2 separate regions of the Oncorhynchus mykiss genome follow, and region 1 is linked to region 2. The links are chromatin contacts, called in public Hi-C maps. All regions are on one chromosome and are shown on one strand. Each heading gives the region's core, a stretch centred on a gene start, on an enhancer-like site or on the middle of the called end of the contact. The rest is flanking DNA. Distances are from core to core; before and after follow the strand shown.

Evidence for each region. Hi-C and Micro-C count contacts between places; a contact is called where the count stands out from the background.
Region 1: a Hi-C map of liver shows a contact between it and region 2, with 2.4 times the contacts expected there. The contact joins the promoter of armt1 here to the promoter of dynlt1 in region 2. A contact is called at or near these places in 2 of 3 Hi-C or Micro-C datasets (blood and liver).

Annotation. Positions count from the first base shown.
Region 1 is chr4:24,426,523-24,433,313 of USDA_OmykA_1.1, reverse strand. It overlaps armt1 (damage-control phosphatase ARMT1), which reads left to right and starts at 5,273. Exons shown (of 5, transcript XM_021600766.2): 1 at 5,273-5,428; 2 at 6,044-6,149; 3 at 6,467-6,708. The coding sequence starts at 5,367.
Region 2 is chr4:24,146,368-24,152,731 of USDA_OmykA_1.1, reverse strand. It overlaps dynlt1 (dynein, light chain, Tctex-type 1), which reads left to right and starts at 2,540. Exons shown (of 5, transcript NM_001165233.1): 1 at 2,540-2,715; 2 at 2,888-2,929; 3 at 3,206-3,329; 4 at 3,641-3,718; 5 at 3,814-4,190. The coding sequence starts at 2,689. The coding sequence ends at 3,884. It overlaps gtf2h5 (general transcription factor IIH, polypeptide 5), which reads left to right and starts at 1,117. Exons shown (of 3, transcript NM_001160561.1): 1 at 1,117-1,168; 2 at 1,537-1,606; 3 at 1,784-2,518. The coding sequence starts at 1,572. The coding sequence ends at 1,964. tmem181 (transmembrane protein 181) reads right to left here. Exons shown (of 17, transcript XM_021600774.2): 17 at 4,395-6,364.

The DNA.
Region 1 (6,791 bases), core at 4,024-6,523, 280 kb before region 2:
GGAAGTGTGTGGGGGGGAGGGGGGGGGGGGGGGGGGGGGGGAACTACACACACACAAATACACACACACACAGATGAACTAGTAGGCATACAGACACACAAATACACACAGGAGTACACACCCATAGTCATAGAGGGCACAAACTTAGACACCCACACACCAACTTTGTCATTGGATACACAGGAGTCTCTGGGGCACAGTGACCTGTGAAACTCATTGGAATGGATAGATGTTGCCTAATGCAAACACAGAAGCAGAGCTATCCTCAGGGCTGAGTTTCAGGTTTTAAAGCAGACATATGAAACACTGTAGAACTCCGATCTTATTAATAGACCGGACAGAGAGTTTAAGAGCAAATTGGTTGAAGGAGAATCTCCCTTAGACACAGAGATGGAGTAAAAAAAGAAAAGGGATAAAAAGGGAGAGGGTGTAAAATAAGGAAACAAAAACAATCATATGAGCTTTTAGAACTGGTGCTGCCTGGCTCTGCTAGATGCTACTACTGTGGGAGATGTTAATATGACTGTCATTGCCATTAATATATAGGGGCTCTATAGCGAGATAAAAGAGGTTTAACCATAAGCGAAACTCAAGCTGATGCTAGAAAAAGGGTAACGGAAACTAAAGCATGTTTAAAGTGTTTGGGGGTTGATTGAAAGAGGCAGACTAGATAAATGCTATGTTCAGAGCTCCACTCTGATTCACACTTGAAATCAATAATTTTTTATCAATATAATTTCCCCCCAGACCATAGGAGAGCTGCCATCTGGGCAAAGTTCATGCACAGTGAACACATGTCCAGTGAACAGGCCATTCAAATGAGACGCTGGAATTTCACATAACTGCCCACAACACTGATTTGCCCTAAATAGATTTTTCCATACAGGGTAAATAACACACTATCAATATTGAATCTTCATTAAACATATCACTTCAATTTCTGTTTTAAAGCATATGAGAGAATACATCAATAGGCTACAAAATGTGATTACAATAATCAGTCACTCGGACAAGCAAATCTGAAGAGCTCAAAGCTCATCAAACGCACACAACCTACTCATGTTACCATGATCACTACAACATCCACATGAGAGAAAACTATGTGTTAGTGGAATCTATTCTTTATTAGAAATGCAAATTAGTGGAGGTATGGTATGGGTAAGCAGAACCACCTTTTCAAACACAGCATTGATGTTAACCCCTCTGGCCGTGGTCTATTTTGAAAAAGGAGTGTTTCTGAGTCACTCCACGTGTCCCCCTCACTCTCCGGTTTAGGAAAACAGATCTGGAAGTGGGGAGCGCTGCAACACCGGAGATTGACAGCTTGATACACCCACTCCATGGAACTACATGTGGGACTCCACATCCTGCCAATGGGATGCCTGCTCCCATGTTCCCATGGTGATTGGTGACCTATTATACTGCCACTACCGAGTGGCGCAGCGGTCTAAGGCACTGCATCTCAGTGCTAGAGGCATCACCACAGACTGGTTTGATTCCAGGCTGTATCACAACCAGACGGGATTGGGAATCCCATAGGGCGGCGCACAATTGACTGTCTGTTTTGTATCTGACCCATACTTTATGTTTTCTATCTGATTTGGATCAATACTTCTCTGCAGGGAGATAACAGATAATTTCCTAGAATTCTACACATTTTACCATGTTAATGATATCTGAGTAAGATTGACTAACAAAATCAATGGGGGCCCCCTGGAAGTCAGGGCCCCTGGACACATGCCCTGCGTGACAAGTTGGTATTCTACCATGATTGCTACAAGTTTATTTGCTAAAATTGTCAGCTGACATGGCTAATTGAGTGGCTATAAGTGACTGACATAACAAGAGAAAAACTGCTGATGCACAACCACACCTTGTGCGGTTGCACCTTGTGCATTCTACTATTCTAACTCTTAACAGTAAGTTAAGACCCCAACTGAGTTACAAAAAAATAACAAAACGTTGGGCCCTTATGCTTGGAGTCAGCCCTGACTATGGTCACTGCACTGCATTGCATTCTCTACCAATGCAAAGTTAGCCTATGTGCTCTGTGAGGTGCAGTCTCTTGACACTATGGGGTGCAGAACATATAACAACGTCATAGCCTATTCTTTTGCATAGATTCTGAGATGTTAGGTAGAGATCAGTGAGGATTGAAGGAGTAAGGTTGCTGATTCACACATAATTTTGCTGGTAAAAGAGGTTTAGCACCAGCGGTCTTTGTAAAAGCCTACAGCTACATTCTAGAATGACAATTTCAAGATAGGATAAACTGTCCTACACATATTCATGCTAAAACCAAAAGGCAGCCTATCCTATTTGCTCAGACACCTTAAAAGCAGGCTTCAGAGGGCGGTCCCTAGTCACAGGACTCTTATCCAAATTCCTCCCCCTTCCCCCTCACTCACTCATACACACATTCTGTCTCTCCCCTCCCAAACCCTCTGAGGGCCTTTGGGGATCTGCGGTTTCGCGATAGAGTGGCTTAATGTCTCCATGGCAACCATTGCCCTGAACTACAGAAGATGCCCCAAAGGATGCCGTCACAATTGAGTACCCCCCGGGGCGAAACGAAGTTCCGCACACAGCAGTGAGATAAGATGTCTCTATTGCAGAAAGCCCCCAGGTGGGCGCCGAACTCACTCACTGCTCTCTGATCTTAAAAACCGCACAGCATAGTGAGAACACCAAAGCAGTCTTGACCAGATCAAGGCAAGCAGTAACAAATTCTACTGCAACTGAGACCAGCCTCAACTTGACACTATAGCACTACATTCATTATGTAGAAATAGTCACAATGTTTTGGCCTACAAGTGCATCCAGTAGACTACTGAAGTGGTTCAAAGGGGAACAGCTTGGGAGGAGTCTGAACCAGCAGCCCTGTGGATATAGGGCAAGCACACTAGAAGCACCAGTGCCATAAAAGGTCAAGACCTCTACGCAGAGACACAGCATGCTTACATTACATTCTGTATGTAGTACACTACAGTTTTAGAATGGCAGCATAGCCAACAAAATGAAACCGATTAATTTTGCCAATACATTTCCTATATACTTTCACAGATAATGTTTTTTGATATTGTCTAAAGAATCGGTTTAGATGAGTAACATTCAGTCACCACTGGATGGTGGCATTGTGTAGTTTAATATAAACTACAATAGTAGATGTGGAGGGGTAGAATAGGCCTGCTTTAAAAATGCATAAAACCTTCCCAATGTCCTAAAAGCAGTGGCATCAATTGATTGTATTGCATGGAGAGGAGAGGGTATTTAATCTGTTATTGTTGTTGTTGTTGTTGTTGTTTCTTTACACATTTTAATTGCCTGCATATTAGTAGGATAACCCATGGGGTAAATGGGGAAAAGCACTGAAATATATATGAAGTTATATTCTATTGATCGTGGACTTTAGGAAACAGCAGAGGGAGCACGCCCCTATCCACATCGATGGGACCGCAGTGGAGAAGGTGAAAAGCTTCAGGTTCCTCGGCGTACACATCACAGACAATCTGAAATGGTCCACCCACACAGACAGTGTGGTGAAGAAGGCGCAACAGCGCCTCTTCAACCTTAGGAGGCTGAAGAAATTCTGCTAAAACCATATTCTTTCACCACAGGAATGGCTGAACGAACCAGAGGCAAATCATTTCCTGGTTTTAGGACTAAAATCTGGCGAGCTATATGAATAACCAATTCTCAAAACAAAACCCTTGTTTTGGGAGTTGCTATGAATAAAGTTTTTCAATTTGAATGTTGTCATAGAAAGAACCACAAGGGTTGAATGGATGTCGAGATGTAGAACTTGAGGCCTTGTTCAGGAAAGTGGATTGTGTGTGGAGTTTGTTGCCGACAAGAAAAGTTATTTTATGACATGGGCTTTTGAATACCACTTGGTAAGGGAACCATGTCGAAGTCAAAGAGAGGACGTTGGAGAAATCACAACAAAATTGAATCTGAGTTAGGATGAATTACATGCGGAGGCAGGTGTGGTGAAGATGGCCAAGGTCGAGCCTCATCCCAATGATGAAAAGATGATTCTGGCTCGGTGGGAATTCGATTTTTGGGAGAATGTATCCTTGCCTTCTGGTGGATCCATACATGGTAAAAGTAACTTGAAGTGGAGTCGTGAGGATTTATTGCGTTTTTTTCCATCCAGAGCCTAAGCACAAAAACTATGACTTACATTGCTCTCCGGAGAAAGATGCCATTGAATGGAGTGATAACTGTGGTGTTAAGTGTTGAGGAGGAACATCTGAAATGGAAGATTCCCAGTGTATGTGATACCCTCCGTTTGGTGCAATGCAGACCCAGTGGAGAGCGTGGTGAAACAGAGAAGACAATGTCTGTTCTGCTGAGTTTTGTATGCAGTCTTCACCCGACAAATTCAAGTTAGGATGTGTCAGTTATCCTGTGAGAGCTTTTGTCCCAAACCCATTACAGTGTTTTAGGTGCCTAGGTTATGGTCAGGTAGCAGCAGTGTGTAGGAAAAAAAAGTTTTGTGTGTTAACTGTAGGGGTACCCATGGTTCTGGAGATCAGAAGTGTCCGGTTAGAGAAAGATAGGTTGCGGTTGCAAGGATCAGAGTAGTACAGAAGTTGTTGTATGCTGAGGCAGTGAAGAACGTAGTAGAGGAAGATGGGTACAGGGCGAGGATCCCTGTGAGTAGGCTGAGGCCAATGGAAAATGGATTGGAATAATATGTGCTTCAGTAAGGTTGGTTTCTTAGCCATTGTTATCAACTCTACCTCAAAAGTGTAAATCACAGAAAATCTATTTTGTGAGTGCAGCTGCAGAGAAGTACTTCAGATTACGAGATTTTACCGCAGAAGAGTTACAGGGGGTGCTGAACAGTAGTGTTCTGTCCTCCCAGGCTGTTGACTGCAATATGTAACTTTTTGGGCAACTGATCAAATTAACATAGAAATGTGAGTTAAAGATTTGTCATCTGTTTTGAAAGCAAGCGTAAGATGCGGTAGATATGTTCTATGTGCGCTATTTCTATACCTCCTGTTTTTAAGGTTAGTTTTTGCTTCTTTTACTTTCGGTTTTGTACACCAGCTTCAAACAGCTGAACATACAATATTTTTGGTTATGGGAAATATATTTTACAGTGGTTTAGATGGTACAATGATTATCTACACAATTACTACTTGTTTTCTCATATAAACTGAAATTAGGCAAACTATTAGGAAATGGCGGAGCAAATTTTGCATATTGCTCCTTTAATAGTTGGCAGGGTAATTTTTCTTTTACCAAGTATAATGGATTGTACAGAAGGTGGCGGCATGCACCACTAACGTTTGTTTGCGGACCGCCATAATAATGTAGAAGAAGAATGTTGTCATATTCTCTTCCTGGTTGAAAAGATGGCGGCTAATCAAGCTTTGCGCCAATTAGTCCCTCCATCCCTGTCTGCTAAAGTTGAAGGGTATGTTGACAGCTATGTTTAGTACTCTTATGATCCGCGTTTTAACTATATCTAAGCTATACAATCAAAGAGACAGTTCAACAGAATTGTGTTGGGTCAGGAAGGGGGCAGCGTGGTACGTAGGCTAGCAGCACTAGCTAACGTAAGCTAGCTGGTAAGCAATAGCACATTTTACAGTTAGCTAGCTAAATTAGCTACGGAATGTAGGCTAGTGTGATTAAGTTTATCTCTCTGTATTGGCACCTGATACTTGCTTGGCTCCTGGTCAATCAAATCAGATTAACTTTTGTTAGCTACATCATCCAACGTTATAGACGATGCGTTTGTTTTTCTAATGCTAATCAGACCAGATCAGTTCTGAATGAAGTGGTATCAATACATGTTAACGTTATATCTCTGGTGCTATACCAGTAAAAAAAAAGGTCTAGCCATGCCCCTTCTTCTTAGTTGCCTAAGATGCTAAACTGTGATGATTCATAACTTAGTTGTGGTCAGCAACATGTCAAGAAATTGCATGAGCTGAGTCAGACATCCCATTAGAGTGATCTGCACCCATCCTGAATTGTAAATTCAAAATGTTGCTTCTAATTAGTCATGTGTTTCTTCCTCACACAGCTCATTTGCATATCTCACAGTGAGAGACAGGTTGCCGACCATCCTGACAAGAGTCATTGACACCATCCATCGCAACAAAAACAAGTTCTTTGAGGAGTTTGGAGAGGTAAGAATAACCACCATCACTTGTCCATCCTAAGCCACTGTGCTATAATTATCCAAATGTTGGACATTTTTTATTTCCTGACACATCCTGATCTTGGATCAGCTTCTCCTCCCCCAAATCCTTACAATTAACACTTGGGTAAAAAAACACAAAATTTACCTTGGATCAGAATCTATGGTTCAACTTCATCCTACTCCTCTTCTATATCAAATTGTATTGGTCACATACACATATTAAGCAGATGTTATTGTATTGGTCACATACACATATTAAGCAGATGTTATTGCGAGTGTAGCGAAATGCTTATGTTTCCATAGGAGGGAGTCCAGGCAGAGAAGAGGACCATTGGCTTTCTTTCTAAGCTGAGAAATGAGCTGCTGACAGACAAGCCTGTCCTGGTTCTGTGTGATGGCCTGGAGGACACAGACAGCTGGAACCAGTACCTCCAGAGACAGCAGAGGCTACTGGGGGAGCGGGACCCCGTCAGCTGGTTCAAGTCCCCCTGGCTCTACATAGAGTGCTACATGTACCGCAGGATACAGGAGGCCATCTGGCTCAAGTGCGAACCAGTGCTGCTAAATGTCAGCATTAGCTTAGACTTGAGAAGGGAATGCATAGATCAGGGTTTCCTGGTCCTCGGGA
Region 2 (6,364 bases), core at 1,291-3,790:
CGGACATATACCAGGAGCTGTGCCAGGCCCAACATGTATGTTGACTCATCCAGCTGTAACGAATAGAATTCACTGGCTTGTAGGTGAAGCAGTAATTGTTTCAAAACATCTGCATGTCACTGATGCGTCGTGAAACAGTGATGTTTGATGAAGAGACTGTCTGTATAGTTTTTTTTGTGCCTTTCCCCCTAGCATTGTCCCAACCATAGCCCTTCTTATTAATGGTATCTGTTGCTTTTATACATGTCTTACTACTCGAAAGTCGTCTTAATTCGCGTTCAAAAAACGAATGTGGCTTATTTTTCAAATTGACATGTTTTGTTTCCAAATGTCTGCGCAAGAGTGAAGGTTTCATCAAGTTGTGAGATAGTACTTTTGCGCATATAACACACTGTGGCTGAGGAAAGGCACTACTTCCAATATAAGTGAACCCCAAATCAATGTAGTTCTCATCATATTTGCTCATCGATGGTCCAAGGGGGGGCAGTAGCTCTTCTGCTGCATCACATTCACAACTGGAGGTTGAATGTTTGAAGGTGTCCATGCTAGCTGGGCTAAAAACAAATGTAGAATTACTGATGCTAAGCATTGGATGTGCTCGTGGAAGCAGAACTACCTGTCGTCGACAGGTGCAGGTGTAGTACTGCTGGTAGTAGCAGTACTAACGTTATCAGTAGAGCTGTATGTGTCTATGGACCCGTGCATTAGTTTTTTAAAACAATTTATCAATTTTCGAGCAAACTAAATGAGCAGCAGCTACGCTTGGATACATACCGGACCGTTAGTGGAATTCCCCTGAGAGAGAAACGTTTACTGTGATTGGATGTTAATTATTTGACTAGGCTACCTGTATTTGACATTGTGTTGTCATTTCGATGAACACCAGATGGTTTAATGAAACGAGTGAAACGAGGTTGCTCAGGGGAGAAAAACTGTTTGAAAATGTGAATATATATATATATATATATATATATATATATATATATATATATATATTAAAAAAAATGTAAATCACATTTTCATTTTTGCATACCGCAGTTTGGGAATACCTGGCCTAACCTTTATACCTCATCAGACACCATACATCCCACAATGCCTTTCGCGTTAAGGCATTTTATACTTGTTAACAACGCAGCCAGCCATCAACACTGTTGAGCAAACAAGCTCCGTAAGTACAGAATAATACACCGATTAGCTATTTATCGCCACAAAATGACAATCAGCAAAGAGCTGATCTATTCTAGCCTGAATTTTCGCAAATGAGCAGGCTTTGAGATTGTGACGGAAACATGTCAGACTGAGCATTTCGAAGTGTAGCAAACTAGGCTAACTAGCTATTCAGCAATGATGCTAATAACGCCAGCTAACGTTACCTAGTCCTTACTTTGCTCCTCTTTGTCTCACTTTAATATTAGTAAATTACCTCTGCAGTGAGAAGCTACAGTTCAGTTAATTACTTTTAGAATGTGTCATACGTCAAGGTGCATGTCACATTGTGTTGGTGTTCACGCCTATATTTTGTTTGCTTTTTTCCAGGTTTTGGAGACTGGTGTTTGGAATCTAACATTATCATGGTCAACGTACTAAAGGGTGTTCTTGTCGAGTGGTATGCATGCACAAAGCCTATCATATTTTATGATTATCAAACTGAAATCAATCAAGCTAATCACATGAATCATGCAGAAAATCCAGCCTGTCTGCTATACTGTACCAGCTATGATAATCAGATGTTTCAGGAGAAAATCACAGGTTTCATATCTTCTTTCCCCACTACTTGAAACAGTGACCCTGCCATGAAGCAGTTCCTACTGTACCTAGATGAGACATCTGCCCTGGGAAAGAAGTTTATCATCCAGGACCTTGACGACACCCATGTTTTCATTCTGGCTGAGGTGGTCCACATACTCCAGGAGAGAGTTGGGGAGCTAATGGATCAGAACTCCTTCCCCATCACTCAGAAATAAAGAAGGAAGTAGATGCTTCAGCAATATAACAAATGATATTCTTCACAAACATTGAACTGTCTGTTTGGGGATATTTGTTCTGTGAAATATTTGTATTTATAGGTATGAGCCTTTATTCTGCATGCCAGCTGTCCATGTATTTCCCCCCAGTTATGTGGAGTAATTCAAGGAATTTATTTTTAAATAAGAAACGTTTATTTGTTTTTCATCCAAACTGGTGCAAATATAAGTTTAGTTAAGTGTGTTGTCTTGATCATGCTTTAAAATGAGACTGGTGGTGATTAGCCTACACTGCAAACTTGCGAATGACCAGTGTTTAAGCCCACTTTAATTCACCTGTTTCTATGGTGTATATTCATAACTTTTGGATGGCTTAAATTAGATGTAATAAACTTTTGTACCTGTCTCAATTAGCTTTAAAATGTGTTTTATTATACATTTCCTTCACTCTTTTCTTGTCTATGATTAGGTTTCTTGGGTTTTTACGGTAAAGCCAGCCAATTGTTATATTGCACAGTAAGCTTTGAAGATGTAATCAGTGAGGATGGAAATATACCCAGTCTCTTTGTTTTTATTGTGAACAGGGAAGAAAGAGACATGATTTTGTCCATGCAACAACCAGTACAGAAACGACCATCATAATCACTCTTGCGCATGCGCCTCCCACCCACCCAAATTTGGCGACAGCTGAGCTAGCTAGCGGTAACTGTCGTTTGCTAACATCATGGATGAGTTTCAGACTGGAGAAGAGGTTAGCTAGATGTTCAAAATTGCTAATTAATATATCCACCTAATTAATGTAACGTTTAAATGTAAGGCTATTTGAAGACGCATGTTAGCAATGTTAGGTAGCTAGCTAACGTTACTGTTGTTCCCCAGTTACTATAACTGTTCTGCACGCCTTTGTCTTTTTATCCTGCCAGACTGCCTTTGTCGTTGACGAAGTGAGCACTATCATCAAAGAGGTACTTTTAGCCAAGTGAGAAGTTAGCTAATGGTTGCATTGGTAGGAGACATTCATGTTCAGCAAAGTCGCCTAGCTATTTGCTACATTGCAACAACTCATCACCCCGCTGCCTGTTGCTAAGGACATCATGTCGGGATTACGTTGGTTGCTAGCCACATCAATATGAGTAATGCAACTAATGTGGGCTGTGACACGTCTGTATTCATTTGTATTTTCTCTGGATAGTCAGTAATTTCAGAAACTAAGCCTGTTCCTCTTTTTTATGTATTTTCAGTCAGTAGAAGGAGCCATAGGAGGAAATGCCTATCAACATAGCAGAGTGAACCAATGGACCACCAATGTAGTGGAGCAGTCCCTGAGTCAACTTAGCAAACTGGGCAAGCCTTTCAAGTACATTGGTATGTAGCCCTGAATGCAAGGAAAGGAAAAGTGTTTGGCTGGGCTATATCAGGCCGTCATTGTAAATAAGATTTTGTTCTTAACTGACTTCAAGTTCAATAAAAAATAAATAAAAAATAAAGCCGCATCAGTGTTGGGGGGGCACATATAATTGAAATCAGTTACTTTATTTCCTGCACTAAAATATACCATCACCACTTTTGTTGATGGATCATCCTATACAATGATCATACTTACATTCCACATTGAGATGGATTTGTGTGTTATTGCTGAAAGGGGTCATTTAACTGTTGTTTCTCTTTCTCCACAGTGACCTGTGTTATCATGCAGAAAAACGGGGCAGGTCTACAGACAGCCAGCTCATGCTTCTGGGATAACACCACTGATGGTGAGAATCTCTCTCACAATCTCTACAACCAGATTATATGAGATCGTCTAGAGATGGAGAGTCTGTCATTGATCCCACCTAACCTTCTCTTCCAGGAAGCTGTACAGTGAGGTGGGAGAATAAATCCATGTACTGCATCGTCAGTGTCTTCGGCCTGGCCATCTGAATCTACCGCCTGCACTCAATTACACTACATGAATGAACGTTGGTTTTTCCATTCCGTCCAAACTGATTGTTAGCATAAAGCCCAATATTATACCCTGATGACAGCTCATCTGTCAAAACGTTGGTTATTCAATTATTGCATCTAAGCTCCTAGAGTGTGCGGCTCTTTTTTTCATAAAGCCCACCATACCAAAGTATTTCTACTGCTAAAAGACTTTTGTGCATCTTGTTTGTTTAGATTTTACGAGGACCAATTTGTCATGTTAGGATTTGTTAGTGACGTTTCAATAAATGTTTTCAGTCATTGCTTGTTTGCCAGCTTCCAATATAACCCCCAACTATAATTCATTCTACCACAACACCTATAGGCCAGTGAAATGCTGAGTAGAGGTCACCCCAGAGACACATTGTCTTATCGTCAGATAGCGTGATGACTTCATCTGCACTGATCAGTTGAGGACTGTCGTGTAGGAATGACACCCCGTCAGAAGACAATGCCCAGAGACATGCATGTTGTATAATTTACAAGTTTTAATGAACATTTGCTGTATACACAAGTGCTTTATTTACATGTGATACAGTATTTACAGAGTGCCGTTCTAATTTAGTCAAAAGAGTCTACCATAAAGAAAATCATGGTTCTTACTCAAACCTCAAAATAACCACCACAATCATCTCCCTATAAGCCACAAGTATATATATATATAAAGTAGATGCTCCATCACAAACAAAAAGATTTCAGACTGCAGTCCAAGTTTGGAGGAAACTCCTGACCCTGGTACAAAGTGGAAACAAGGCACCATCTTTATTAGAATACATGTTTGGAGGATCAGTGGTAACGCTTTCCTTCAACACAAACATTTCATTCATTTGGTTCAGACAGAAAATTACCAATGGTTAGTGATGAAAACTAACTTGCCTCCTGGAGCCTGTATCCATAAAATCCTGCATCAGGTTATTGAGTACAGAAAAAAAAAAAAAGGTACAAAACAATAATCCAGAATGTTATTATTTGGTTAATTTGTACAAATGAAATTTACATATAGCCCAAGTACCTTTGAAGTAAACAAAAAATAAAAGCTATGAAAGGCAAGCTAAATTGAACGATGGAAGGGCCATATGACAAATATGCTACTTGAGTATTCCTTTAACACAGAGATGTCAAACTCATTCCAGGGAGGGCCGAGTGGCTGTGGGTTTTCTTTCCTCCCTTGATTGATGAATTAAGGTCACTAATTAGTAAGGAACTCCCCACACATGGTTGTCTAGGTCTTAATTGCAAGGAAAAACCAAAAACCTGCAGACACTAGGCCCTCCACGGAATGAGTTTGACACCACTGCTTTAATATTTCACAATACACATTTCACAAGACATCACAATCAAATGATTAAGCATTAGAAGTGTTTGAATGAACTTCAGGAATCATCCATATCTTAAGTCTAGACTATTGCTTCGGGAATGTGAACTGAAAACATTTTCCATAGCTATTAAACAAATGGGGCCATAATTTTTGGGGGCAAAAATGACATACGATTTGGACACCAGGAGTACAATCATACAGTGGCTTCACTTAGGAATGGATTGGCAAAAGAGTGGGTCAACTGCTACACCTACTCAAGTTAAGGTTCTTCCTGCTGGTTATTGTAACGCATGGTGGTAGTCCGGTAAATATTCAGAAAACTTCACTTCTATGGGTATTAGATTGATGGATATGCATGCTTATACTCTGGCTATTAACAGAGTATATGACAAGCATAAAACAGTGAATTGCTGTTCTAAACTGGTTTTACAACCATTTGAGATAAAGGTCTTGGATAAAAACAGTGGCAGCATGGTATGTTTTTTGCAGAATTACACCACCCCCCCCCTCAAACTCAGAATGCCAGAGAGCTTAGTAGGAATGGCTTAAAAACAACACATTTCAAGCACAAAAGAGACAGTAGTGGTTTAACACTAGTTACATTGTGATTTTTGTATAAATAATAAATCCCATGATCAAATTTGTCACGCTTTCCTTCAAAGTTAATTTATATATCCAAGAATTATGATATGCGGCTCATGATAACCAAAAGATAGTGTACAGAACGTTTGTTTATGTGGCTACTTGATGACTAAAATGCTATAAAACATTTGACCATACCTGCACACCTTTCCTTTCTTTGAATTTACATTCAGAATACACAATTTTTCAGTTAAAAAATATATTTATGTACAGTTACTAGGGCTGGCACAATTACCGTATAACCGCGTAACCAACGGTTGTGGATGAAGACCGCCAAGACGGGACGGCCGGGCATTCGTGCATTTGAGTCCGTTTCTGCGGTAACATGTACTCTTAACGTGATGAAACCTTTTCGCTCCTTGCTGAAATAAGAAACTAGCAAACTCCCCCACAATGCATCAGAAAAATAAGTAATTACATTTCTATGGCAGCACATGCAGTCAGGAGCGAAGGAGGAGAAAAATGTGTGTAAAAACAA